Regions from separate parts of the Mus musculus genome. Here region 2 is linked to region 1. Evidence: chromatin contacts called from public promoter capture Hi-C data. All regions are on one chromosome and are shown on one strand. The core of a region is the stretch at or near the end of the contact, and the rest is flanking DNA. Distances in the headings are between cores, read along the strand shown. Region 1 holds the start of Glis2 (GLIS family zinc finger 2). Region 2 holds the start of Eif4g1 (eukaryotic translation initiation factor 4, gamma 1).

Region 1 (3,740 bases), core at 383-2,882:
GCTAGACGGCAGTTCAGCAAAGGGTGTCTTAGGAGACCCCTCCCCCAGTGCAAGCCAGGGCCAGCTGAGAGGCCCAGCCTGAGCCCAGAGGGAAGAAAAGAGAGAGAGGGCTCTGAGGTCACTAGAGAGGGATGTGTGGGCTGGGGCTGGGACAGCTGTGGTACTGTGCCACCAGAGCAGGGCCTGGGGAGAGCTGGGCACACTGAAGGGGACAGTTTTACATTCCCTGAGCCTAGGGGCTTCAGAAAGCTAGCTAAGATAGCAGTTGTCTCCCTAGCCATGGCTCAACCCCACCTTCCTTCCTGGGTGCCAGGACAACAGGGAGACAGCCGTGCAGGGTGCCTGCCACCGAAGCCCAAGACGCAGGCCCTAGCCCTGGCCAGACCCATGGGAGCTCAAGTCTTGGTAGGGCCACTGGCTAGCCTGACTGCCCCCTTGGTGTCAAGCATTCCCTCTAGAGCCAAGATCTTGGGCCCTGATGGCTGGGGGCCCAGGGCTCCTCCCAGCATCCCTTCCAGCTTCCCAGGCCCCAGGGCAGGGCTGGGCAACTCCCTGCAACCAGTGCTTCCCCGCCACCCTCTGGCTGGGCTGGGCGGGCCCTCCTGGGTAGGCAGACAGGCAGCATGCTGCCCTGCTGTGGCCTGAGTATCCCACTGGGTAGGGCAGTGTGCCAAGGCGTCCAGGTGCCAGCCTGGATTCCAGCCCCATCCTAGGGGGCCTGCGGGGAGGTGCAAGCATCATCCTGGTAGGAGGGGGATGCACCTGCCTCGTCACCTCTTTTCCAGACCCATCCTGAGGATGCAATCACTCACCCTCTCCATCCAGCCAGGTCCCTCACCTGCTTCCATCCACCCTTCAGGAGTGGACCAAAGGCTACACAATATTCCAACTCCTAGTGCTGAATCAAGGGACGCCCCCCTCTCTGCCTCCCCCAAGGCTTGTTAAGGGTAGTGAGAGCAGGACTTTACCCAGAAAGGGAGGGTACCTTCCAAATAACCCGAGCTCACCGGTGAGCAAAGGTGGCTGCCAGATGCCCCATACAACTTCATGCCCAGGCTTCGGGTGGCCCCCTCTCACCTCGCAGAGCACCCCTACTGAAGACGCCCAACTTCCCCAGTGAAGTTTGCGCCCGCCCCGGGCCGGGCCACAGTTCAGCTCGGCCCCCAAACAGAAGGAGGGAAGGAAAGAGAAAAAAGACGGTGAAATCGAAGGACCCAGCCAGGGAGCCGGCGAGAAAGGGAGAGCGCAAAACCAACGAGCGCAGGGGCCTCAGCGAGGGCTCACAATGGCCCGGAGCAAGGCGCGGACGCGGGAGGGGGAGGCGACCCTCTGGTTACGCTGCCCCGCGCACCAGGCAAGTCCCTGGCCCAGCCCGCGTCCTCCCGGCGCGACGCCCGGGGGCTTCCTACCTCGGCTGCCGGGCTGACTGGCTCCGGCTGCGGGTTCCGGCGGTCCTGGGGCAGCGGGGAGCGGGCGAGGGGGAGGGCCGGGGCGGGCGGGGGCCGGGGCGCGAGGCTTACGGGGCACGGGCTCCCCTGGCGCCGCGCGGCACCCGGCCGCTCCGCCACATCTGCAGCTCGGGGCAGGGAAGGTGGCCGCGGCGGCCGGGCTGTGCGGGGATGTCTTTGCAAGGGAGGGAGGAGAGGAGAGGAGGGAGGGGGTGGGAGGAGGGACTGGCGGCCTTGGAGGAGGGCGAAGAGGAGGGGCGCGGGGGGCGGCCTCCCTCCCTCCCTCCCTCGCGGCTCGCTCGCTCGCTCCCGCCCTCCCTACAAACCCCTCTCACTACTGCGGCCCCAGGCCCGGAGCGCCAGCTGCCAGACGGAGCGTGCGCGGGGGGTGGAGGGTGGGGGTGGGGGGAGGCTGGGCCCGGGGAGGGGAGGAGAGCGGACGGCCGCAGGAGCGGGCACCGGAGGGAAGGGGGAGCGAAGGAGGGAGCCCCGCCACGGCAGAGACGCGCGTCCTCCTCGACTCCCCCCCCCCCCATCCCCGCCTGCCGCGGTCCCGCCCCCAGCCCGAGGGCAGCGCTAGGACAAGGCCTGGGGGGCGGGGGGCAGGGCGAGATATCCCGCCCCTGGGGGAAGCCTGGGAGAGGGGCGGGCGAACCGGCCAGGAGGAAAAGCCCCAAGGACCGGGAAGATGGAGGCGGCCGCAGCGGGCGAGGGGCGGGGACCCTCGCCTCCCCCTGCGGGGTCACCTTGGCCAGGGCCCCCGCGGCCCTTGGCTGCCGCGGAGGTGATAGAAATGCCTCTTGGAAGGCCCTGATTTCCCCGCCCAGTCCAGATCCAGGACCGCGCAGGCAAAGGCCTTTCAATTCCGACAGGTTCGAGGCCACGCTTCTCTCTTCCAGCTTTGCCTTGTCTTCAGCCTCAGTTGCCCTCCTGGTGAAATAAGCACAAGGCCTGGCACAACCAATCCAGGATTCCGTTATCTTGGTGACATCCGCCTGGACAACCTGGGTCCCCTAATCTGAGCGCCGCCGGGGTCATCGCACTTGGCGTCAGTAAGTTCAATGAGTTGGTCACTGAAAAGTGGATGTAAGTCAGTAACGCTTGCACACCGCAGCCAAGCTGTTTCCCACCTTTTCCTGGGAAGCTCAGACTTGGCGTTCTTTAGTGTTTTCTTTGGGCGAGTCTTGAGTCCACGCCTAATATCTTTTTACCTGTCTGGTGACAAATCTCAGTTCAAAAAGACAGCCCTCCTGATCCGAAGTTGGACTTGAACTCAGGAAACGAAAAGGCACTTCAAAGTCAGCATCACCAGTAGGTGAAGTACTGACTCCGGGTTGGAAATCTGTTATTCGGGCATTTGATGCCTCGGTCTGCGCCAGAGCCACATCAAGACATGAATCTTGATCATGGGGCATCCCCATTCCCAGGCACTGCTCTTGGCACACGCTCCTGGTCTGGTGCGAAGGTAGGCACATAATTGGTGCTCCTGATGTGGTGATCAAATGGATACGTAGTCAGTGCTCTTAACTGATTATGTAGTCATGATGGGTGCTTCGGTTTGAACGAAGACACATATTAGATTCTTATGATCTTTTAATACATGAAAGGGATTTAGGAAGAGGTCGGTTCACCAGGAGTAAGGCGGGGATAATGCCCCCCCACCCCCATTTCCCCTGTGTGGATAATGTCGCAGTGCTGCCGGGTTAAATATTAGCTGGCAGATGGACCCGGAGAAGGCCAGCTCTGGGACCTAAAGCTTGCTTCCAGGAAGAGGCTGTTAAAGGGCCGCCGAACATCACTAGAGTCTGAGGCGAGGGACTGCAAAGCGCCCTCTCCCGGCATCTTGAATCTGCAATTTAGTTATTCTGTTATTCTGTTAACCCAGCCCTAGTGCAGTATCTCACCTAAGCTGACTACAGGAACTGAGGCACATCGGTAGTGTGAAACTGGTGTACTAGTTAGTATAAATCTGTTTAGAAAAAGGAAAAAAAAAAGCTTATTCAGGAGCTAAAGTAGTTCAGCACGTGTTCCTAGGTTCAGTCCCTGATAACGGGGGAAAAAAGTATCATTGGGGGACACCAGGTGCTGTGCCATTTTAGCGACAAAAGGCCAACAACCTCAGTTGAGGAATGCTTGAGCCTAAGAAACTTCAGAGTGTTTTTCTTTGTTTTGTTCCCAGGGAGAATTCAGACTGGAATCCAAGGCTGGGTGGTGAGGCATGACCCCTCCTCACTGCAATCTGGGAACATGGAGGTACACTTACTATAAACTAGGCAAGTGGTCCCTTAGATG
Region 2 (3,740 bases), core at 904-3,403, about 16 Mb before region 1:
GTCTAGCTACGGACTAGGGTGGAGGATGGGGTGACACCAAAGAGGTGGCTTGGGATTAGAAAAGGGGTATTACCTGCAGAGACCTGAATCCTCCCTGAGAGCACATGGGGACAGGAAAGACGACAATTATCCCCAAGGTGATGGAGTGGGGTTAGGGGGAGTGAAGTGGGTAGGAAAAAGACCCTTCCACTTGGGGAGAACTTGGAGAACACAAAAAAATAAAACCACAGCTGGAATGTTTATCTCATTACAGTTCAAAGAGAACGGGAGAAGAGGAACAGGGTAATGCCAACCTCCTAGTATAGTAGTAAAGAGCTGGCAGCAGGGCCCACAGGACAGCCTCCAATTTCCAAAGGCTCAAAGACCCCAGTAACACCACTCTCACACTCTACGAACTTCACAGAGGGTCAGCCACCCTAAGTAACTAACAGCACGTAAGAACTCAGAGCAACTGTCAAGGAATGGAGGGGCAAGTATACAGTGTCCATAGTTCCCATACTAGCCCCAAACCAGCAGCTCATTTTCCCAGTTCCCACCCAAGCCTACTCAAGCCACAGTCCCTCACCTGGCGGGGCTGAGAAGGCGTGTTCATTTGTGTCGCTTGAGGCGTGCTAAACACCACCGGTGCAGTCTGCCCCGGGGGAAACGCTGGCTGAAGGGGAGAGACCAGAGTTCAGCAAGAGGGGAAGCCTGGGTGGGGCTTAAACCCAAGCTGGTGAAGTATGGGGAGCAGACCTGTAGTAACAGCCTCAGCAGTCCACATGTTCCCTCCCTGTGACAGCCCCAGGGACAGCCAGGGGCCCTATCTCAATTTGGCAGCAGGCAGCTGCACTTTGCCCTGACACAGATGGGGGTGGGAAAACTGGGAGCTGCGTGACCTCCACCCCGCCGGAGTCCTGATCATTTAGCCTTGATTACCTGTGGGAGTCCAGGGGACCTGGCGGGTGGGGGGCCTGTGGGCTGGGGAGCTTTGTTCATTTCATTTGGTGCCACATTAGGGTCCCCCCAGCACCTGTTGGAAAGAGCAGAGCTCGGAACGAGGAAAGGACCCAAGCTTATGGCAAACGGGCTGGGGGAAAGGTTGTATCAAGAGCTAGGGCCAACACGGATTAAGGGAGGTGCCAAGTGAATGCAGAAACAGAAAACATACAGCCTGAGGACCCCACCAGCACACTGCAACACCCTGACCCCACCCTTGCCTGCTCAAACAGCCCCCTCACTCACCCCCTCGGTTAAGAATAAGTCCACAGTGCGGCCTACAGGTTCTGGGCATCCGAAGGCCTGGGGTTGGGAGGTGAGGGGTATCAACCTGGCTCCACGGGGCCCAAGACCAACCAGACCGGAAATTCCAGGTCTTGCTGGCACCAGGCTCCCGGATCACAAATGAAGCCGGCTGCTCCGGCCGTGATATCCCCACCCCCCACCCGGGGACACCGGGTTCGAAGCCTGCCGCGGGGCACTCGCGCGGGGCCGGAGAGGCCTGAGGCCGCCCGGGAACACAAGCCAGGAAGGGCGCGAGTCCGGCCGCACCAGCAGGGCGGGCGGCGACCGCCGCGAAAGCCGGCTCGGGGCAGGCGAGGGTCGGCCGCCGGGCGGGGCTGGGGGCTCCTCCCTGCCCGCCGCCGCCGCCTCCCAGCTCTGCGCAACGCGGCCAGTGCCAAAGAACAACGTGTCACTTCCCGGCGGCCGCCCGGGCCCCGCAGGGGGAGGGGGTGGCGGGTTTGCGCCGCACAGCCTGCGCCGGGCCGCGGCCCAGGCCGGGCGGAGGTGACTGTCTCGCCGCCACCCCAGCGCCCTCCCCGCCCGGGCCCTGCTCCCCACCCCCACCCGGGCCCGGCCCGGCACACGTGGGCCGGGGATCGGCCTGGCGAGTAGGGCCTGGGCGCAGGCTCGGAGCCGGGGCGCCGGGGCGTCGGCGCAGGGTGGCGGGCCCCGGCCCGGATGGCGGCGGATGCGGGGGGAGGGGTGGGGGGCCGGGTCGGGCCCGGACATGGCGGCTTTACCTTCAGTCTCCTTCAGTCCGCGCGGCCGAGCCCCACGCAGCCGCACAGACGTAGTCCACAACCATTTCCGGCTCCCCGCACAGATCCCGCTCGGCGGCCACCGCTTCTCCGCAGGCGCAGCCAGCGCCCCACGTGACCGGCGCAGAGGGCGGAGCTGCGCTGGCGCCGGGGAAGCACATGGGATTTGCTCCGCCCCATCACGTGACACCCACTGCCCGCCCCCGTGTCCCCTCCCGAACTTTGGAACTCCCAGGCCGACCCCCTCTGAGGCTCTGGCGGTTCTTTAGTTCATTCATACTTTGCGCAAGCATTTATTGAGCGCGTGAGTGCTAAGTGAAGTGCCGGCCTGGAGCTCAGAGTGCGGAATCTAAAAAGCAGTCCTGCCCTAGTAAGTGTAGTGTGCAAATTATGCAGCCTCTGAAAATGCTATAGATTTGATCTTTGATAGACCTATTAACAAAGGAAATTCAATATTGCACCAAAGAAACTGCCGCAATCTAAAGAAGCAATTTTACTTTTGTTTTTTTAAAAAAATCAGTTGCTCCTAGGGAAACGCAAAAGTCAACATGAAAACTTTGGAATAATGGAAAAAGGAATCCCAAAGCTGTACGTGTGCTGACTGGCTAAGGCAGGGAATCAGTTACCATAAGCTTTAAAGTAGGGAAATGTCACCAGGCAGTGGCGAGCCACGCCTTTAATCTCAGCATTCCAGAAAGATAGGCAGGTAGATCTCTGAGTTCAAGGCCAGCCTGATCTACAAAGCAAGCTCCAGGACGGCCAGAGTTACAGAGAGACCACATCTTGAAGATTTCTGAGATGGTTCAATGGTTGGCGCACTGGTTGCTCTTTATTGCCTGCTCTTCAAGAGGATCTGGGTTTACTTCCCATAACCCATAAGGCAGTTCATGTCTGTGTGTAACTCTGATTCGTTAGAATTCTGCCCTCTTTTGCCCTCTAAAGGCACCACATATGCATGTAGTGCACAGACATATGAAAACAAAACATTCATACACGTAAATATTTAAATTTTAAAAATAGGAAAATTTGAACTGGGTGGTGGTAGTCCACACCTTTAATCCTAGTACTCCAGGGGCATAGGCAGGAGAATCTCTGTGAATTAAGGGCTAGACTAGTGTAGAGAGCTAATTCAGGACAGCTAGGGTTACACAGAGAAACCCTGTCTCGAAAAACAAAAAAAATAGCCAGGCTGTGGTGGTGCACGCCTTTAATCCCATCACTTGGGAGGTAGAGGCAGGTGGATTTCTGAGTTTGAGGCTAGCCTGGTCTACAGAGTGAGTTCCAGGAGAGCCAGGGCTACAGAAAAACCCTGTCTGGAAAAACCAAAAAAAAAAAAAAAGAGTTGTACTCTATTGAACTGAGCATTTGAGCATTTAGTTAGGTAGCAGAGCCTTTCCCACTGGCCTTTCTCCCTCTCACATGCTACCTCCTAGCATGCATTATATCACAGAATTGGTGACCTAAGTGAGGGGGGCAATAATGTAAACTTCATCACTGTGCTACCAAGAAAGCAAGGCTACAGGGTGGGCAAATGCGGGCACAAGGATCCTCTAGATGGCCTGAGTCCTCAGTGGTCATGTGCTTTCCCAGCATTTGGGAGACCTTGGGTTCAATATGCAGTAACAGAAAACAACCAGTCCAAAAAAAAAAAAAAAATCACCATAATCAGTAGCTGGAGAGACAGCTCAGGTAAAAATTGAGCATGTGCCAGGTAGTGGT

Evidence for each region. Promoter capture Hi-C pulls out the DNA fragments that hold promoters and counts their contacts.
Region 2: a contact with region 1 is called in a promoter capture Hi-C map of cranial neural crest. The contact joins the promoter of Eif4g1 here to the promoter of Glis2 in region 1.

The regions. Positions count from the first base shown.
Region 1 is chr16:4,592,605-4,596,344 of GRCm38.p6, reverse strand. It overlaps Glis2 (GLIS family zinc finger 2), which reads right to left and starts at 1,632. Exons shown (of 7, transcript NM_031184.3): 1 at 1,410-1,632. It overlaps D330022H12Rik (a long non-coding RNA gene), which reads left to right and starts at 2,090. Exons shown (of 2, transcript XR_875867.3): 1 at 2,090-2,913; 2 at 3,628-3,740.
Region 2 is chr16:20,671,140-20,674,879 of GRCm38.p6, reverse strand. It overlaps Eif4g1 (eukaryotic translation initiation factor 4, gamma 1), which reads right to left and starts at 2,153. Exons shown (of 33, transcript NM_145941.3): 1 at 2,004-2,153; 2 at 919-1,012; 3 at 566-652; 4 at 74-94. The coding sequence starts at 978.